2 separate regions of the Sus scrofa genome follow, and region 2 is linked to region 1. A link is a contact called in public promoter capture Hi-C data. All regions are on one chromosome and are shown on one strand. Each heading gives the region's core, a stretch centred on a gene start, on an enhancer-like site or on the middle of the called end of the contact. The rest is flanking DNA. Distances are from core to core; before and after follow the strand shown.

Evidence for each region. Promoter capture Hi-C pulls out the DNA fragments that hold promoters and counts their contacts.
Region 2: a promoter capture Hi-C map of liver shows a contact between it and region 1, with 6 times the contacts expected there. The contact joins two enhancer-like sites. A contact is called at or near these places in 2 of 5 promoter capture datasets (fetal liver and liver) and 9 of 47 Hi-C or Micro-C datasets (adipose tissue, embryonic fibroblasts, epiblast stem cells and 4 more).

Annotation. Positions count from the first base shown.
Region 1 is chr4:38,311,532-38,316,894 of Sscrofa11.1, reverse strand. All of the region lies in intron 2 of LOC110260251 (a long non-coding RNA gene), which reads left to right. Among named protein-coding and RNA genes, the nearest start is that of KCNS2, 60 kb to the left of the region's middle. Within about 2 kb of position 2,549, at least 4 of the 83 cell types and tissues checked have an H3K27ac peak or open chromatin away from gene starts, as enhancers often do. A contact at or near this core is called in liver, where this site is marked.
Region 2 is chr4:38,592,318-38,597,680 of Sscrofa11.1, reverse strand. No RefSeq gene overlaps it. Among named protein-coding and RNA genes, the nearest start is that of POP1, 61 kb to the left of the region's middle. Within about 2 kb of position 3,255, at least 7 of the 83 cell types and tissues checked have an H3K27ac peak or open chromatin away from gene starts, as enhancers often do. A contact at or near this core is called in liver, where this site is marked.

The sequences.
Region 1 (5,363 bases), core at 1,300-3,799:
TTAACAATTGTTAAATCTTCTCAGGTTAATCCTTTGCTCATTACGTGGTGTCCTTCTTTTTCTTTTGTGACCTTCTTTATTTTAAATTCTCTTTTGGCTGATATGAGTATTACTACTCCAGCTTTATTTTGATTTCCATTTGCATGGAATATCTATTTCCATCTCCTCACTTTCAGTTTGTAAGTATCCCTAGAACGTAATGGGTCTCTTGTAGAGAGCATATATATGGGTCTCATTTTGTGATCCATTCAGCCAGTCTGTATCTTTTGGTTGGAGTGTTTAATCCATTTACAGTCAGTGTAATTTTGGATACGTGTGTTCTTATTGCCACTTTCTAAATTAGATTCAGTATTTTAGGTTTTTTTTCTTCCTCTGTACTCTCTTTTCCTGTGATTTGCTTACTGTCTTTAGTGTTGTATTTGTTTGGCTTTTTGTTTTTATGTGTATTTGTATTGTAGATTTTGGTTTGAGGTTCCCATTAGATTTTGATATAGCAGTCTGTAGTGTACAGAATTGTTTCTGGTTGCTGACCTCTTAATTTCAAATGAATTTTCAATGTCTTGCATTTGTCTTCTCCTCATGTATTGCTAGTTTTGATTTTGTTAGGGTGGCAGGGAGGAAGGAGGCAGAGGCTGGAGCAATGAGTTCACAAGCGGGGCTTATTGACCAATAGAGTGACTGGGAGCACTGAGCAAGTAAAACTCAGCCCCCCCCCCCCATTGGGAGAGAATCAGATTATATAGGCAGGGAGTCATGTGCTGAGTGCTATGGGTCTGGGATGGCAGTTGAGATCATGGTATAAAATTTAACTTTCTCCTCGGGGCTCTCTCTGTCTTTGGAAAGTCACCCACTTCATGGGCTTGGTTGTTTTGTCTGTGGAGGTCCAATAAAGTGGAGACTGTAGGTCTGGGTCTGGGTGGGTCAGTGAGTCATGTGGACTTACTCTTTTTTAGGCCTTCCATTTAGTTTCCACCTAAGATATATCATTTGTCATTGGGTTATTTCCTACTTTTATATTATGATTGCCTTTACCAGTGAGCTTTCTCAGTTATAGTTTTCTTATTTCTAGTTGTGGCCTTTTCTGTCTAGAGAAGTTTTTCTAGTATTTGTTGTAAAGCTTGTTTGGTGGCGTTGAATTCTCTTATCTTTTGCTTGTCTATAATGCTTTTGATTTGTCCTTCAAATCTGAATGAGAGCCTCGTTGGGTAGAGTATTCTTGGTTGGAGTCCCCCCCCCGCCTTTCATTACTTTAAGTATATTGTGCCACTCCCTACTGGCCTGCAGAGTTTCTGCTCAAAAAGCAGTTGTTATCCTTATGGGGATTCCCTTGTATGCTATTTGTTGCTTTTCCTTTGTGACTTTTAATGCTCTTTTTCTTGTATTTAATTTTGTCAGTTTGATTAGTATTGGCTCTGTGTGTTTCTGCTTGGATTTATCCTGAATGGGATTCTCTGTGCTTCCTCAACTTGAGTGTTTCCTTTTCCTTATTAGGGACGTTTTCAGCTATAATCTCTTCAAAGATTTTCTCTGGCCTCTTCTTCTCATGGTTACCTGTATGATACGAATTTTGGTACATTTAATGTTGTCCCAGAGGCCTCTTAGACTCTCCTCAATTCTTTTCACTCTCCTTTTCTTTATTCTTTTCTGTGGCACAGATTTCCACCACCCTGTCTTCCACCTCACTTATTCACTCTTTGCCTCCATTATCTGCCATTGATTCTTTCTAGTGTATTTTTCATTTCAGATATTGTGATACTCATCCTAGTTTTGTTCTTTAAATCTTCTAGCTCTGTTAAACATTTCTTTTTTTTTTTTTTTTTTGGTCTTTTTTTTTTTGTTGTTGTTGTTGTTGCTATTTCTTGGGCCGCTCCTGCGGCATATGGAGGTTCCCAGGCTTGGGGTTGAATTGGAGCTGTAGCCACCGGCCTACGCCAGAGCCACAGCAACGTGGGATCTGAGCCGCGTCTGCAACCTACACCACAGCTCATGGCAACGCCGGATCGTTAACCCACTGAGCAAGGGCAGCGACCGAACCCACCACCTCATGGTTCCTAGTCGGATTCGTTAACCACTGCGCCACGACGGGAACTCCTGTTAAACATTTCTTATCACCTCTCCATCTGTGCCTCCATTCTTTTTCTGATATTTTGGATCATCTTTACTTTGATCACTCTGAATTCTTTTTTCCAGTAGATTGCCCATCTCCTTTTCATTTAATTGTTTTTGTGCACTTTTATCTTGTTCCTTTTTCTGAAGCTATTTCTTTGTCATCTCCTATTGTCTAACTTTCTATGTTTGTGGTCCCCTGTATAGATGTAGCAGCTGGTCCCCTGTTCTGGAGTTCTTGGCAGTGGTGGTGGCTCACATGTACCCAGAGGATGTGATATGAGCAGTGATAATACAGTGTTTCTCCTGGATTCAGTTGGCTACTAGGGTTCATGGTTCACTGGACTGCTTTTGTAGCAGGTGCCAGCATTCCATTACCAGGCAGCTGTCAGGATAGTTTCCTGTAGCTGGCAATATCAGCAGCTGCTCCTGTAGTCCCTCCCTTTGCCAGTAAGGTTCTCTGGACTTCTCTCTTTAGTCGTGGCAACAGACACTGTTCCCTTGGTACCTCCCCTGGCTGGGCCACTTGCAGGAGAGCTCTCTGAAGCTGTGAGTTTGGGCACCATTCCTGCAGTCAATCCCTTTGCTGGGCTGCTTGTAGGAGCACTCCGTGTAGCCCCAAGGGCAGGAGCTGCTCTTTAGCTATTACTAGGCAGTGCTCTGTTGACACACAGGGTATGTGCGCTGTTCCAGCGGTCAGTCCTTTTGCTGGGCTGCTCTTGGGAGTGCTCTCTAAAGCCCCAAGGTGAGAGGCTTCTCTCCAGCTGTTGCTAGGCAGCACCTGCTCAAAGTGCTCAAAGTGGGAGCTGGAGCACGTGGTGTGCATAGGGAACAAGGCTGTGGTGGTGGATCCCACCCTTTCCTTCCTGCACCCCTAAACAATGTTGCCTGGCATTCAAGCCCATCTGGGTTTCCTCAGTTTACACCCTACAAAATGATCACCCTAGACTCTAGTTCCTCCAGGCTGTTACCATGCAGCCAATTCCAGTTTTCTTTTACCTGCATAGCCAGCCCCTGTTCTCTCTCCCCGTCCCTGAGTCTGATCTCTAAAGTCCAAAGTTTGATTTCCCAAGCCCTGCCCATACCAGCAAGTGGTTGGGAAGTGCAGGGCACTAGCACTGACCATTCGTGGAGGTCTGTTTCCATTTTAATTGCTTCAAACTGATTGTTCTGTTCTCCTTCAAGACTCTAAAATTTCTCCGTTGTTCCAGCTGATCTTCCCACTGGTGGAGGCACTTCGCAGGGTGCAGGAGCTTTTCTTATTCCCAGCTCCCTCCTAGGGGTCCCATTCCACTTTCTTGCTCATGTTTTTTCTTTTGTCCTGCTCAGCTGAGTGAAGATTTTTCTTGCTCTGTCAGGATCCTGAGATTTTTTTGCCAGTGTTCATCAAAATTTCCATGCAAATCGTTCCACAGGTAGATGTATTTTTGATGTATTTGTGAGAGCAGGTGAGTTTCACATTGTACTACTATGTCATCTTTTCTCCATCCCGTCCTCATTTCTTTTCATTCTTGTTTCTTTATTCTGTTCTGCATCAGTGATTTCCATCAGTTTGTCATCTACCTTGCTTATTCTGCCTCCTGTATTCTGCTGTTGGTCCCTTCTAGTGAATTATTTCAGTTATTGTGTTTTCATCTCTGCTTGTTTAAACTTAAAACTTACATTTCTTTGTTAAATGTTTCTTATAATTTATTGATACTTGCTTCCAAGTTTTTTTCTGAGGTTTTTGATCATCTTTACTGTCATTACTCTGAAGTCTTTTTCATGGAGGTTGCTTATCTCCAGTTCACTTAGCTGTTTTTCTGGGGTTGTCTTGTTCCTTCATCTGGCTCATATTTTTCTGCCTTTTTATTTTGTATGGTTTTTTGTGTGGTCTCCTTTTTGCAGGCTACAGGGTTGTAGCCTCTCTTGCTCCTGGTGTCAACCCCTTTGTGGGTGAATTTGATACAGGGGCTTGTTGCAGGCTTTCTGATAGGGGGTACTGGTACCTGCCCACTGGTAGGTGGGGCCACCTACCTGATGGGTGGGGCTTTGACTCTGGGTGTAATTAGAGGCAGCTGTGTGCCTGGGAGGACTTTAGGCAGCCTGTTTGCTGATGGGTGGGGCAGTGTTCCCATCCTGTTTGTTGTTCGGCTTGGGGCTTCTCAGCACTGATGGGTGGGGTCACATTTTTCCAAAATGGCAGCCTCTGGGGCAGCTCAGGCAAATGATTATTCCCTGGGACCTCCATCTCCAATGTCCTGCCCCCACAGTGAGCCACAGCCACCCCCTGCTTTCTCCAGAGACCCTCTAAGATCACAGGTAGGTCCGAATTGGATTCTATGGAGTCCTCCTTTTCCCTGGGACCCAGTGCCCATGAAACTCTGTGTGCATCCTCCAAGAGTGGAGTTTCTGTTTCCCGGAGTCCTGTGGAGCTCCTGTGGTCAAGAACTACTGGCCTTTACCACCAGATGCTCTGGTCAAGACCCACTGGCCTTTACCACCAAATGCTCTGGTCATTCTTCCTCTCAATGCCAGACCCCCAAGCTGGGAAACCTGATGTGGGGTTCAGAACTTCCACTCCTATGGGAGAGCCTTTGTGATATAGTTATTTTCCAGTCTGTGGGTCCCCCACCTGGTAGGTCTGGGATTGCTTATATCTTGACAACACCATGTGGCTTGTCTTTGGTTGTAAGATACCTTTCTTGGTAGCTTCCACTCTACTTTGTTGATGGTTGTTCAGCCAGTTGGTTGTAATTTTGGTGTTTTTGTGAGAGGAGGTGAGCTTAAGTCCTTTTATTCCACTGTCTTGTCTCTGAATCCTATCTTTAATTTTTGTCAATTTGATTGGTATGTGCCTCACTGTGTTTCTCCTTGGGTTTATCCTGAATGGGATTCTTTGTGCTTCCTCATCTTGAGTGTTCCCTTTCCTATGTTAGGGAAATTTTTAGCCGTAATCTCCTAAAATATTTTCTCAGGCCTGTTTCTCTTTCCATTCTTCTTATGTGACCTGTGTAATGTGATGTTGGTACATTTAATGTTGTCCACGAAGTCTTTTAGACCGTTCTCATTTATTTTCATTTGTTTTTCTTTATTCTCTTCTCTGGCAGTGATCTCTACAACTTTGTGTTCTGGCTTACTTGTTTACTCTCCTGCCTCATTTATTCTGCTGTCGATGCCTTCCAGTGTATTTTTCATGTCAAGTTGTTTTTTTTCATCTCTCTTTGCTCTGTTTATCTTTGTCTTCTCTTTGTTAAACATTTCTTGTAGCTCCTTTG
Region 2 (5,363 bases), core at 2,006-4,505, 280 kb before region 1:
TTTTTTTCCTGGGAAAGATGGCCCTCGGAGTCCCAGTGGATTCATTTCATTTGCGTTTCTCCCTCTCTCATTTTGCCCTGATAATGCCGCTGTTATTTACGATCTGAGCACCAGCCAGACCATTCATCTTGCCTTTGATAGGCATGTGTGAAAGGCCCATGATGACGTTTCCCACTTGGCCCGGTCCATGTTCAAAACATCAGCCAAAAGCGAAGCAATAAAAAACACGGCCCCCCTCCCCCCCAGAGAAGAGCGGGTACACAGCGGAGCCGTGTCTTTCTGAACCCAGAGAGGTCGTTTCCAGACCTCACCTCTCCTCCCGATCTGCCGAGCCTTGGTCTTTGGATTTTAGTGCATCTCATCCTTTTCACCTGGCCCCCGAGTCGGGGTGGGGCGGGGAAGCCGGCTGCCCCTGCCGCTTGTGTGGGCCCCCTGGGGCGCGGCTCCCCAGTCCCGAAGATGAGGATTAGTGTTAATCTCCTGTTCACGAGGTTGAGTCAAGAGTTATTCTTTCCATCTGTCGCCTCCAGGCCAGACCTCTCTGTCCTCTCTTCCACCCCAGATCTCCGAGAAGCAACGATGATAACCTCGTGCCTGTACACACGTGCAGAGCCTCTGCAAGCCCAGCTATCCAGGGCCAGCTTGGGAGCTGAAAGGCCCCGGACAGGCGTCTTAGCCAACCTCCTCCCTCATTCTGCAGGGGAGGGGGCGTCACACTGTCACCCAGTCAGAGCCGCTCAGTAACAGCCGGGACCAGAGCCCAGGTCTCCTGATCAGGCCAGGCACTTCTCAGGACCAACTTTTAAAGTAAAACTTTTTTGCAGAAAGAGTCTAATATCCACAAGGGAATGAGCAGGTTGCACTCAAGTGCTGCAGCTCTGCTTTCTTCCTCTCTTGTTTTTTGCTTTGTTTTGCTCTTCTTAGCCACCTGCTGGCATATGAGTTCCTGGGCAAGTTATCAGATCTGAGCCGCTGTTGTGACTTGGAGGATCCTTAAGCCCACTGTGCAGGGCTGGGGATTGAACCTGCGTCTCAGTGCTCCAGAGGTGCAACCGATCTCATTGTAGCACGGTGGAAACTCCTCTTCCTCTCTTGTGACAGCCCCAACTTTCTTCAGCAGCTCTGCCCTCCGCATCTCTTCCTTTGAGGAGCTGCCTGGAATGCTGGCGAGAACAAGAAGGCTTGGGTTTGAAGTTCCCGTCGTGGCTCAGTGGTTAACAAACCTGACTAAGGTCCATGAGGATGCGGGTTTGATCCCTGGCCTCGCTCAGTGGGTTAAGGATCCAGCATTGCTGTGAGCTATGGCATAGGTCGCAGAGGTGGCAGAAGCAGCTTGGATCCCATGTTGCTGTGGTGTAGGCTGACAGCTATAGCTCCGATTAGACCCCTAGCCTGGGAACCTCCGTATGCCATGGGTGCGGCCCTGCGTTGCTGTGGCCTATGCCAGAGCCACAGCAACGCAGGATCCGAGCTGCGTCTGCAACCTACACCACAGCTCACAGCAACGCTGGATCCTTAACCCACTGAGTGAGGCCAGGGGTTGAACCTGCATCCTTATGGATCTTAGTCAGATACGTTTCTGCTGAGCCATGAAGGGAACTTCCCACTGCACCTTCTTGAAGCGAAACTCAAGTGAAGTCACAGCAGCACAAGTGCCTTTGTGTTTGTGATTACAGCTCACAAACCTTAGCTTATGTAACATGGCATATGTCACAGCAATTCTGAGTTACATCATCCTCATGTTATAGAGAGAGAAACTGAGGCTCAGTGAGGTGAGACAGTACCCAGGGTCACACAGCTAATTGGAATCAAACCCATATCTGTCTGCATCCTTAACTGGGTAGTCCCAGCGACCTCCCGTTAATAGCCCCTTAACCAATAGGGGCTTAAGTCATCAAGAGCCAAAATAACCAAGGGTCCAAACATTGCCTGCCCATTCTCAGAGACTTCACAGTGGGTAGGGGCTGGGGCTGAGGATGGCTTGCTCAGGATCCCTGTTTCCCTCAAAATTGTGGGCATGAGAGGGGGATCCTAATCACGAGAGAGGGTGCTCTCGCAGGGCGAGATGGTGCAGTTACCCAGTATGGCCGCGAGGTGGCGCCGTGTACCGACACAGGCACGCCCCCAGGTTCCTGGGAGATGAGCCTCAGTTCAGCCTGGGGAAAGCTGGGAATGGAGAGATTTCTGAAATTCAGAAAGCAACCCCTGGAGGGGCAGTTTTGTTGTTCAGTGCTGCAGCCCAGGAACCGATGAGGTTTTTGATTCCACAGGCATTTGAAGAGTTCCGGCCACAGACCAGGCCCTAGGCCTGGGGGACCCAGAGGCATATGTGACGGGGTATGTCCCTCAACCCTGGGAGCTCATGGTCAACCTGGGGAGGCAGACGCAGATACCCTTACGCCCTTCAAAATGAGTACAAAGAAAGCAGGACAGTTTTTTTCATGGTCTTAAAAAAATTAAAGAGCTCCCTGGCGGCTCAGTGGGTTAAGGAACAGACGTTATCACTGCTGTGGCACAGGTTCCATCCCTGGTCCCAGAACTTCCACCTGCTGTGGGTGAGGCCAAAAAAAGAATAGGAAAACTTGTATTCTCTTTACCAGGAGCAAATGAGAACATGCTTTCCCAACCTCACCAGCCATTCCTGCCTGCTCACTGGGAGTGAACTAACCCCTTAGGAAGTGGAGTCTGAGGTTTTTAGGGCTTAGGTGAATATTCTCAAGACCAGTAAAGGGGAGTTCCCGTTGTGGCTCAGTGCTTAACGAATCCAGCTAGGAACCATGAGGTTGCGGGTTCAATCCCTGGCCTCCCTCAGTGGGTTAAGGATCCGGCATTGCCGTGAGCTGTGGTGTAGGTCGCAGATGCGGCTCAGATCCTGTGTTGCTGTGGCTGTGGTGTAAGCCGGTGGCTACAGCTCTGATTAGACCCCTAGCCTGGGAACCTCCATGTGCCATGGGAGCGGCCCAAGAAATGGCAAAAAGACAAAAAAAAAAAAAAAAAAAAAGACAAAAAAAAAAGACCAGTAAAGGGCCTTCCTCACTAATCAGGTCCTACCACTTATGACCAATCCATCTCACTTGGGGCAGGCCTCTGCCTCCTATACTAACCTGGTAAGCTCTAATTCTTCCTGCAGTCCCTACCCATCTACCCTTTCTGTGTCACTTTTCCAGAATCTTCCAGAATTAACCACTGCCTTCTGTGTATTGTGTACCCTCTGGTAACTGGACATTTGCCACGTTATGTAGTAATTGGTCTGTTTACAGATCTGTCCTGCTCACCTAGCACAGTGCCAGGCAAATGAAAATGTGCTTTTGAGGCACTTGCTGAATGTAACTTGCTGAGTTACTTGAGAGAGAATGCGTGCACTGTGACACCTAATTCAGTCCTAACAACACCCTGTGCGCTTGATATTATCTGCATTATTTTACTTTATTGCTCTTTCAGGCCACACCCATGGCATATGGAGGGTCCCAGCCTAGGGGTTGAATTGGAGCTGTAGCCAATGGCCTACACCACAGCCAAAGCAATGTGGGATCCGAGCCAAGTCTGTGACCTACACCACAGCTCACAGCAACACCACCCGATCCTTAACCCACTGAGTGAGGCCAGGGATCGAACCTTCATCCTCGTGGGTACTCATCAGATTCATTTCCACTGCGCCACGATGGGAACTCCTATCTGCATTATTTTAGAGACGAGGTAATACTAGTTAATGCAACAGGTCAATCCTGAAATCTCAATGCCCAGAAGTTCTTCTTTTTTTTTTTTTGGTCTTTTTGTCATTTCTTGGGCCGCTCCCGTGGCATATGGAGGTTCCCAGGCTAGGGGTCAAATCAGAGCTGTAGCCACTGGCCTACACCACAGCCACAGCAACATGGGATCTGAGCCACGTCTGCGACCTACACCACAGCTCACGGCAATGCCGGATCCTTAACCCACTGAGCGAGGCCAGGGATCGAACCCGCAACCTCATGGTTCCTAGTTGGATTCATTAACCACTGAGCCATGACAGGAACTCCTCAATGCCCAGAAGTTCTATCTCACATCATAGCTATACCCTTCTTCCTCCTCAAAGCTGCTTCTAGAAAACTTATTTCCAAGGCTGTCTGCTTCAGCTGCTGTAACAAAATACCACAGGCTGGCTTTAACAGCAAACATGTATTACTCACAATTCTGGAGGATGGGAATTCCAAGCTCAAGGTGCCAGGAGGTTTGGTTCCTGGTGAGGACGCTCTTCTTGGCTTTCCGACGGCCTCCTGTCTGGTCATCTCTCGTGGGAGGGGAGAGAGAGATGCTCTAGTCTCCTCTCCTTTTCTGAAAAGGACCCAAATCCTATCACGGAGACCCGACTCTCATAACCTCATCTCAGCCTAATCACCTCCCAAAGGCCCACCTCCAAATACCATCACCTGGGGGGTAGGGCTTCAACCTAGAAATTTGGGGAGAACACAAACATTCAGTTAATAACAGCCGCCTTGGTCCAGAAGTCAGTCCTATTCACGATTCATGGTTCAAAAGCAGCATGTGGCCCCAGCATAAAGGCAAGGGGAGCTGAGAAACCTGGGGAGCACGTGTGTTCAGTGAACACTCCCAAACTGCCACAGACCCCCAGGCACGTGTGCTCACATACCAATCTACACAAATGCACACATATACACGTACATATGCACATTCAGAAGTGTGCACACCTAAGAATCGTGCTCAGACCCAAGTACTGAGTATGAAACCACACCTTTATAGACACAGAGAACCTGCAGAACATCAGGTGTCCCCAAAGAAAGGGCTTGTGTAAAAGAATCTGCATGTTCAGAAATTAAAAGAGCTGCATTTTTTTTTTTTTTTTTTTTTTTTTTTGCTTTTTAGGGCGGCACCCATGGTGTATGGAAGTTCCCAGGCTAGGGGTTGAACCTGAGCTTCAGCTGCCGGCCTATGCCACAGCCACAGCCACAGCCACATCAGATCTGAGCTGCATCTGCAAACTATACCACAGCTCACGGCAACACTGGATCCTCCACCCATTGAGCGAGGCCAGGGATTGAACCAGAAACCTCATGGTTCCTAGTTGGATTCGTTTCTGCTGCACCACAACGGGAACTTCTCATGCATTCATTTTTTTTTTTTTTTTTTTTTTTGGGAATACACCCAAGGCAAGTGAAATTTCCGGGGCCAGGGATTGAACCCACACCACAGCAGAGACCTGAGCTGCTGCAATGATAATGGTGGGTATTTATTTCGCTGTGTCACCAGGGAACTCTAGGGGCTTCTTGCCTGCTTGCTTTCTTTGCTTTCTTTCTTCCTTCCTTCTTCCTTCTTGAGTTCTAAATCTTTCTTTTTAAAGTTGAGCACCATTGTCTTTTTTTTTTTTT